2 separate regions of the Ovis aries genome follow, and region 2 is linked to region 1. The links are chromatin contacts, called in public Hi-C maps. All regions are on one chromosome and are shown on one strand. The core of a region is the stretch at or near the end of the contact, and the rest is flanking DNA. Distances in the headings are between cores, read along the strand shown. Region 1 has its middle 36 kb from the start of CEP63. Region 2 holds the start of AMOTL2 (angiomotin like 2).

Region 1 (3,865 bases), core at 910-3,409:
ATGCCTTTGCATTGTTTTATTTGTTTATGCCCTTCTTTGAGGTTAGTTGAGCTAATTAGATCTATGATTTAAAAAAAATGTGTCAAATTTGGAAATGTTTCAGTTATTATTTATATATAGGAAGAAATAAGTTCAACCACGTGACATGTTTCATGGTTCACAGGCTCTGCTGATTTTTTTTCAGTTTTTTTTTTCGTCTTAATGTGTTAGTTTTAGAATTTCTATTCCATCTTAGAATTCACTTGCATTTTCTTCTGCAGTATTTTATCTGATGATAATTCCATCCACTAAACTTTTCATTTCAGATATTGTATTTTTTATCCCTAGAATTTTTCTATTTGTTCTTTTTAAAATCATGTATCTTTTTCATGAGCCTATTTATTTTAACATTTATAATGTCCATTTTAATATAACTGTTTGCTTATTCCAAAATTTCTTTTCTAGAGATGCTTCTATTATTGAATTTTTTCTAGTTATGGGTCACATTTTCCTGCATCTTGTATGTCTAGTACATTTTTAGGGGATGCTAGGTATTGTTATGGGCTTCCCTGGTGGCTGAGCTGGTAAAGAAACCATCTGTAATGTGGGAGACTTGGGTTCGATCCCTGGGTTGGGAAGATTCCCCTGGAGAAAGGAGTGGCTGCCCACTCCAGTACTGTTATAGGGCTTCCCAGGTGGCGCTAGTGGTAAAGAACCTGCCTGTCAATGCAAGAGTTACATGGGAGATGCAGGTTTGAGTCCTGGGTCGGGAAGATTCCCTAGAGGAGGGCATGGCAACCCACTCCAGTATTCTTGCCTGGAGAATCCCATGGACAGGGCAGCCTGGTGGGCTAAAATCCATAGCGTCGCATGGACATTACTGAAGCAACTTAGCACAACGCAGCATGTAGCCATTGTCATAGTTGCCTTTCTGAGTAGACATTTTTGTTTGTTTTTCTCTTTAAAGAATATTGCATTTTGTTTCAGTATGCACGTGGGGAATTTAGGATCAACTCAATTTTTTGAAGGTATGCTTTTAAATTTGTTGAGGCAGGTCTAGAGTAGTCTTTACTTTAGGTCTATTTTAGCTCTGCTACTAAGATATAACCCTTCTAGGGCCTCTAGAGTGCCCTGGGTGTCCAGTGAAATCAATTTCCCAGCTGGATCTATACTGTCTTGTATCTCTGTGTAAGCTCTGGGACTGTTCACCACAGATTCCCAATACTTCTTTGCATAGCCTCTTGGTGTTTTACCCGAAGTATTCATAGCTTGGTTTTCAGCAATAGACTCAAGGAGCCACCCTGTAAATCCAGGAGCTCCTTCTTCACATAGTTCTTTCCTCTCTCAGCCCCATAAATTCCAGTCATTTCTGCCTCTCTGAACTCTGATCTCTGTTTGCTTGACTTGGCAAAACTGTAAAGCTATTCTGTACCACCATCTGGAAAAGCGGCTCCTGGCAGAAAGCCAGGGCAATCATAAGGCTCACTGTGTTTCCTAGCCCTCCTTGACCATTGTCCTGCACTGCCCATTGTCTGGTATTTGGAAACAGCAGTTTCATATATTTTGTCCAATTTTACAGTTTTTTTTAATAGTGGGAGGTCAAGCCTGGTACCAGTTGCTCTGTCATGCCTAGAAAAGAAAGATGGAGTTTTTTTAAAAGATCACATCCACAGCAGTGGTGATTCTAAACATTTTTTTATAGAGTCACATACCAAAGGACTTTGGGAACTGGAAAGGACTTCGGAGAATCTGAGATATGGAGATTTGACAATCAGAGCAGAGGCCAGGATGCCAGGAGAAGGATCTCAGCAGAAAACCTGACAGTTTACGCTAGAACAATTATAATTCCTGGTGTGCAGGCTAAGGACATGATAGAAAAAAGATTTGAGTATTTTTTATCTGAATATTATTTGCTTCTTCTTGAAGCAGGGAACCCAATATGAGATGGACTGAAGCCTTTTCTTCTAAGAACTGGATCTCAACATTGGGTACATATTAGAATCATCAGGGGAGCATTTACAAATCCTGCTGCTCAGAAGCACTGAAAAAAAAACAATTCAGTCTCTAGGTGGGTCTAGTTATCTGCATTTTTAAAAGTGTGTTAGTTAATTCCAGTGTGTTGCCAAGGTTGAGGCAACTGCCCTGAGATGCTCCACAGCCTGCATTGGGGCTGTAGATCTTTCTCCTCAAGGAGCTGTGTCAAATGCTCTCTCTGTATCATTGTATCAGATGTGCATTTCGCCTACTTAACACCCCCTTCCTTTACTTTCCTGAACATCTTGTCCCTTCCCCTTCTGCTCTCTCCCTTCCTTCCTCTGCTCCAGGCCCAAACGAGTTCAGAGCTGGGCAGCTCCATTGGCGATTGTCCAAGGTCTTCTGCCCATACTCCCTGGCCACAATTCCCCTTTTGGAGTGATGAAAGAGCCCTGGAAGTCCCTTCCTATTTACCGAAGAAGTGTGGGCTTGTTTCCTGGGAACAGTGTCCACATACTTCTGTGATGAAAACAGCCCTGGGTCAGAGCTCCTGCTATTGTTGACTCCACAGTGACCTGGCTCATTTCTCCTCCATGCCCGTTTCTCCACCTGTAAAATTAGGGGCTCATGCTGCCTGTCTTCCATCTCTGACAGTGTGGACATGTGCAGGCAGCCTCTGTTCCATTGGGAAGGCTCCAGAATGTCTCCTGAGATGTGTGGTGTCTGGTGGGTGTGGTTCTGACCTCCCCTCCTGAACGTGCCCAGCTCTGAGAAACAGTTTGAAATGGAAATCTTTGGCAGCTGAGAAGCTGTCAGGTGGATTATTGGATGTGTGACAAATTAAGCAGTAGAACTGGATCAGAGCATGGTCTTTTCTGTTTTTGTTTTTTTTTTTTTTAACTGAGAAAAATGATTACTTTGAAAGGGTCATATTGGAGACAGACTAAATATTTATTTTTAAAGGAACCACGCAATACTGCCACATGGTTCAGGGAGAGAGAGACCTGCTCTCTCATGGCTGAGCGGGTGCAATGGAGATGCCTGGGGATTAGGTTGGCAAGGGTGGAGGGCCATATGGAGCATGCCATAAGAGGTCCTCAGAGGATGTCTGGGAGCTGGGAGAAGCCAGCCAGCCATACAGGGACTGGCACTCTCTGAGGAGATGCATGGAGCATCAGGGGAGGAGGGATTTCTGTTCCTGGGAGAGTTGGGTCTCCAGGCTGGCCTCGCAGTAAGGCTCTGGTGGGGCTCAGACCAGCCAGCAGCAGAGACACACCTTCACACGGATGTTAGGCAGAAGAAGCAGCAGTGCTGGGGCTGAGGACGAGTGGGAAGACTGGAAGCAAGTCTCCAGAGCGCCCCCAGGATCAGATTTCAGACAGCCTGGATTCCCTGACCTGGAGGCGAGGGCTGACGTAGAACAAGAAGTTGTCTTTCCTTTACAAGCCAGGGTGTGAGGGATGCTCCTCACAGCACTTATGCTAAATACCCAGAGATCCACTCAGAACAGGGCAAACAGCTGATTAGGAGAGCTGAGAGTGTAGGACCCAAGGCCTTTAGGCGAGTTTATAGACCTGCAGCTGTGGTTGTCATCACAAATGATCTCTCATGGGAATGTTTTCATGAACTGTGGCCCAATTCATGTGGACCTTTTTGTTGACTTCTGCTCGATTACCAGGGTACCACTGTCCAGGTCTGTTTCTCACATTTGCGGAGCCCAGGCCAAGAGTGTGAATGGAGGTTTACGTACTGAAACATTACAGATCCCACTGATGGCCAAATTTAATAGCAATGGGAATGATGTAATAAAATTGCAAAACGTTCCTTAGCTGCCACATATACGCAACTGCTGTGAATATGGCCCTAATTAATGGAGAACATCTAGAAGCAAACACTGGAATAGGAAGAGAGC
Region 2 (3,771 bases), core at 1,214-3,713, 72 kb before region 1:
GTTCAGCTTTAAACACTAAGCTCTTGTGTCTCCTGCATTAGCAGGCAGGTATTTTACCACTGCGCCACCTCTACTTTATCACAGGTGATAAAGCATGAGTCCCGCCCAGTAGATGTGGTAAAGAATCTACCTGCTAATGCAGGAGACACAAGAGACATGGGATGGATTCCTGAGTTAGGCAGATTCCCTGGAGTAGGAAATGGCAACCCACTCCAGTATCCTTGCCTGAAAAATCCCAGGGACAGAGGAGCCTGGTGGGCTACAGTCCACAGGGTTGCAAAGAACTGGACACAACTGAGCATGCACGCATGCACACACCAGCCCGGTAGAAGCCCTAGGCAAACAGCCCCCACAGCACGAAGCATGCCTGAACCATGGCCTTGGCACAGCTAACTCACAACCCTTTACCCTGCAGAGCCCTCTCTGTCATGGGATGACCTTGGCAGTCACTCTGCAAGGTGAACAGGAAGGAGAAAATGCATCTGGATCGGTGAATAAGGGATGAAAGATGAGACAGACTACACCAAGAGTGGTTTTGCAAAAGGAGGCAAAAAGGTGCCGCTCATCAAGGTTTGTGGGCCAGGCACACAGTCTGTGCACTGACAGTGAGCGCACACGTGCTCCAGGAAAAAGAAAGGCTGGCACGGTGTCTCTGATTTTATGATCACCACCCCAGCCACACACACACTTGCTCCTTGGAAGCGCCTGCTGGTCCTCTAGGTACGAGGGGATGGGCACTCAGCATCTCTACATGGGTAAGACTGCTTGAGTTGACTGAAGGAGTGCGGGAGCTGCGGGCACCCGGGGCTGGTGACTCTGCAGGGAGATTGTCTCCTGAGGAAGGTGTTCCCTTCTGAGTCTGTGCTCCCAGTGGCCCATGGCCTGGAAGGCTGCCCGCCTCACCTGGATTCCTTTCCCCAGCCTTCTCCAACACAAACCTCCAAACTGGGATTCAGGGAAGACCAAACAAAACCCACACCTCCACAGGTCCTGTGTATATAGGAGGACAGTGGGAGGAATGTGGCCCCTCCTTTGCCACAGAGCTAGCCCCAATGCCCGGCTCCAGTTAGGGCTTGGCTGGCTGGCAGAGCAGCCATTCCCAACCCACTCCCTCCTCCCAGCTGCCCAGAACTGGGGAGAGATAGGTCTAGAGGACATCTCGGTGTTCAGACTTCCCGGACCACATCATCCCCCCTATCCCCCCGCCCCCGCCACACACACACATACACACAGGGGGCGCACACATACACACAGGGGGCACACACATATACGGGGCGCGCGCGCACACACACAGAAGATGCAAGACTCTAGAGTTACCCGAGGCAAAACAAACAGGAATCAATTCGCCCTAGCGTTTCATCCACGGGGCATTTCCTAAGTTAAACACTGTCTGGGCTGACTCCAGCCGAGGACCGGGGAATGCAGTTTTCCGGACAGATTCCAGCCCTCCTCCTCCCCCAACAGTGTGCCTGGGAGCAGGGAGCACTTCCCGCGCCTTTCATTCCTTGTTTGTCTCAGTCAGATCTCTCAGATGGACACAGCTAAGCTGTTACTAAAATCCGCGCCCGCGACCCGGATCGTGCACCCCTGCTGCGCTAGCGCGCTGGGCTCTCTGAAACACCCGCTTCGAAGCAACCACACAACTCCGGCCTTTACCTTGGCTCACTGCGGCCCAAGGAACCAAAGCGAGGGTCTTTAAGTCAGATCGCACCCCAGCCAGGGATCCCGCCCTACCCGGACTCCTGGCTGACCACGAGCACCCTGCGGCTGCCGCAGCGCCTGGAGCGGACGACGGTAGCCGCGGTCCGGAGAGGTCTTTAAGCGTCGTGGATCCGCCTCCCCCCTCCCTCCCGAGCCCTCTTTGTTTTCCAAATGCCCCAGCGCTGACGTCACCGGGCTGGACGGCAGGCTGCATTCTTTCTAAGTGAGAGCCAGACCGTGGCTCCGGAGAGGATTTTCCAAGGAAGACAAAGAGGAATTCTTGGGCTAGTTAGGGAGGAAAGACACCTGTAACCCCCACCCCCGAACCAAATTAGCCCCCGGGCCCTGCAACTTGAGCTCCAAGCGGCGCCTCCTTCCCAGATCCGTGCTCCCAGACACCCACTCCTATCTGCCCACGGGCTGTCCCCTCCTTCAGCCCCAGCGGACCCCCGCCGCCTGCGAGAGCTCCCAGGGGACCTGCAAGGCGCCCCAGGACGGAGCTGCCCTCGCCGCGCCGGTTGCGGGCAAAGGCGCACCGCTCCTGGAGGACTCAGGGTCCGCTCGGCTTCTGCTCCCTCTCCCGGAAAAGGCTGGGCTGGAGCGCGTCTCTGCAGCCCCGTACACTCCCCAAAGCGCCAAGAGGCCTTTCTTACCGCTGCGGCCAGCGAGTGCTCCGAGCGGTCAAATCCGACGGCTCGGCCCGGCCCGGCTCAGCTCAGCTTGGCGGCGGAGGTGTGCTCTCGGCAGAGGCGCCGACGTTCTGGCGGCTTAGCCCCAGCGCGCAGCCCCAGGGTCGGCCCGCGCCGGAGGCGGCTGCTATGCCAGGAATGTGAGAGTTTCAGGTTCCCCCTCGGGATCAAAGCGAACCACAAATAACCTCGTAGCGCGCCGCCCTCCTCCTCTCTCCGCCTCCTCCAGCTCCCTCCTCCCCGCCCCCGCCTTCCTCCGGGAAGGCGGCGCTGTGGACCTGGCCGCCCCGGCCTCCTGGACTCTCTGCGCCCCTCCCCGGCCAGCGACCTCCGCTCTCCTTAGGAGCTGCTGGAATCCATCTAGGCCCCTTACCGCCCTCAGCCCCGTACCCGGCCTTCCTCTCACTCCTCCAGCTCCATCGGCTGGACGACACCGAGAATGTACGTGGCATGCCCTCGAGAGAGACCCTGGGTGTTGCTGCTGGACGTGGTTGGGGATGAGAGGGGCTTGGTGTGTGTGCGTTGTACAGTGAGAGAAGACTGGAAATATATCCATATCTGCCCGATCCAGACCGTGCCCCAAGCGAAGAGATGACTCTTGCTTCCAGCCGGGAGCCTCGCTGGTTGTCGCTGGCGGCAACCTTTGAATTGCACTTTTATTGTTTACAAACACCTTCACCAGCCCTTTCCGGATCTGTCTCCACAGGAAGTGTGAATCTGGGATGAAAAATCTTCCGGCTAATTTGACCCACTTTACCAGCTGAATCACCCGCCGCCAGGCGATCTGTCCAGCTCTTCCCAAAGAAGGCAGTAAGGGGCACCCCTTTACGGGTGCCAGCACCCGCTTACCGCCTGGTCATCCCGCCAACCTTCCAGTCATCTTGCCAGGGATTTTCTTTTTTTTTATCATCCCTGTCTTATAAATGAGGAAACCAAGGCTCGGAGAGATTAATTAGCTTGCCAAGAGTCACACAGAGAGTAAGTGATGAAGCCAGGTAACCTGTGGGCTGCTCTGCTTCTCATTCCCAAAACTTTTCCACGGCCACCAGAATCCAGGTTACTGCGGTGGACAGGGCAGACTCTGGGAGCTCTCCTCTCTCCATCTGCTCTTTCTCTTTTTTGGTTTCTTCGCTTCCCTCCACACCCCTGTCAGCCAGGGGCCCTCTCTTAGGTCCACTGTTGTGCTCCTGCTCTTCCTTCTCTGGATGGAATTCTGTCCTCTGACCCTTCCTCCCCAGCCTTTGGCACTAGGCTGGTTCATCTGCAGCGGTGGAAACCCCTTCTCCAGAAAGCCTGCTGTGCAAGACCCTCCCCACCTGCAGGCACTTCCCCAACTCTGTGTGCCATTCCTGGGCCCTGACCACACTGGGTCTCTCAACAC

What was found. A called contact is a pair of places that touch in the nucleus more often than the background predicts.
Region 2: a contact with region 1 is called in a Hi-C map of liver, with 5 times the contacts expected there. The contact joins the promoter of AMOTL2 here to the enhancer-like site in region 1. A contact is called at or near these places in 5 of 16 Hi-C or Micro-C datasets (liver, mixed tissues, omental adipose tissue and 1 more).

The regions. Positions count from the first base shown.
Region 1 is chr1:255,531,800-255,535,664 of ARS-UI_Ramb_v3.0, reverse strand. No RefSeq gene overlaps it. Among named protein-coding and RNA genes, the nearest start is that of CEP63, 36 kb to the right of the region's middle. Within about 2 kb of position 2,159, at least 27 of the 54 cell types and tissues checked have an H3K27ac peak or open chromatin away from gene starts, as enhancers often do. A contact at or near this core is called in liver and tail adipose tissue, where this site is marked.
Region 2 is chr1:255,603,803-255,607,573 of ARS-UI_Ramb_v3.0, reverse strand. AMOTL2 (angiomotin like 2) reads right to left here and starts at 2,463. Exons shown (of 10, transcript XM_042236885.2): 1 at 2,355-2,463.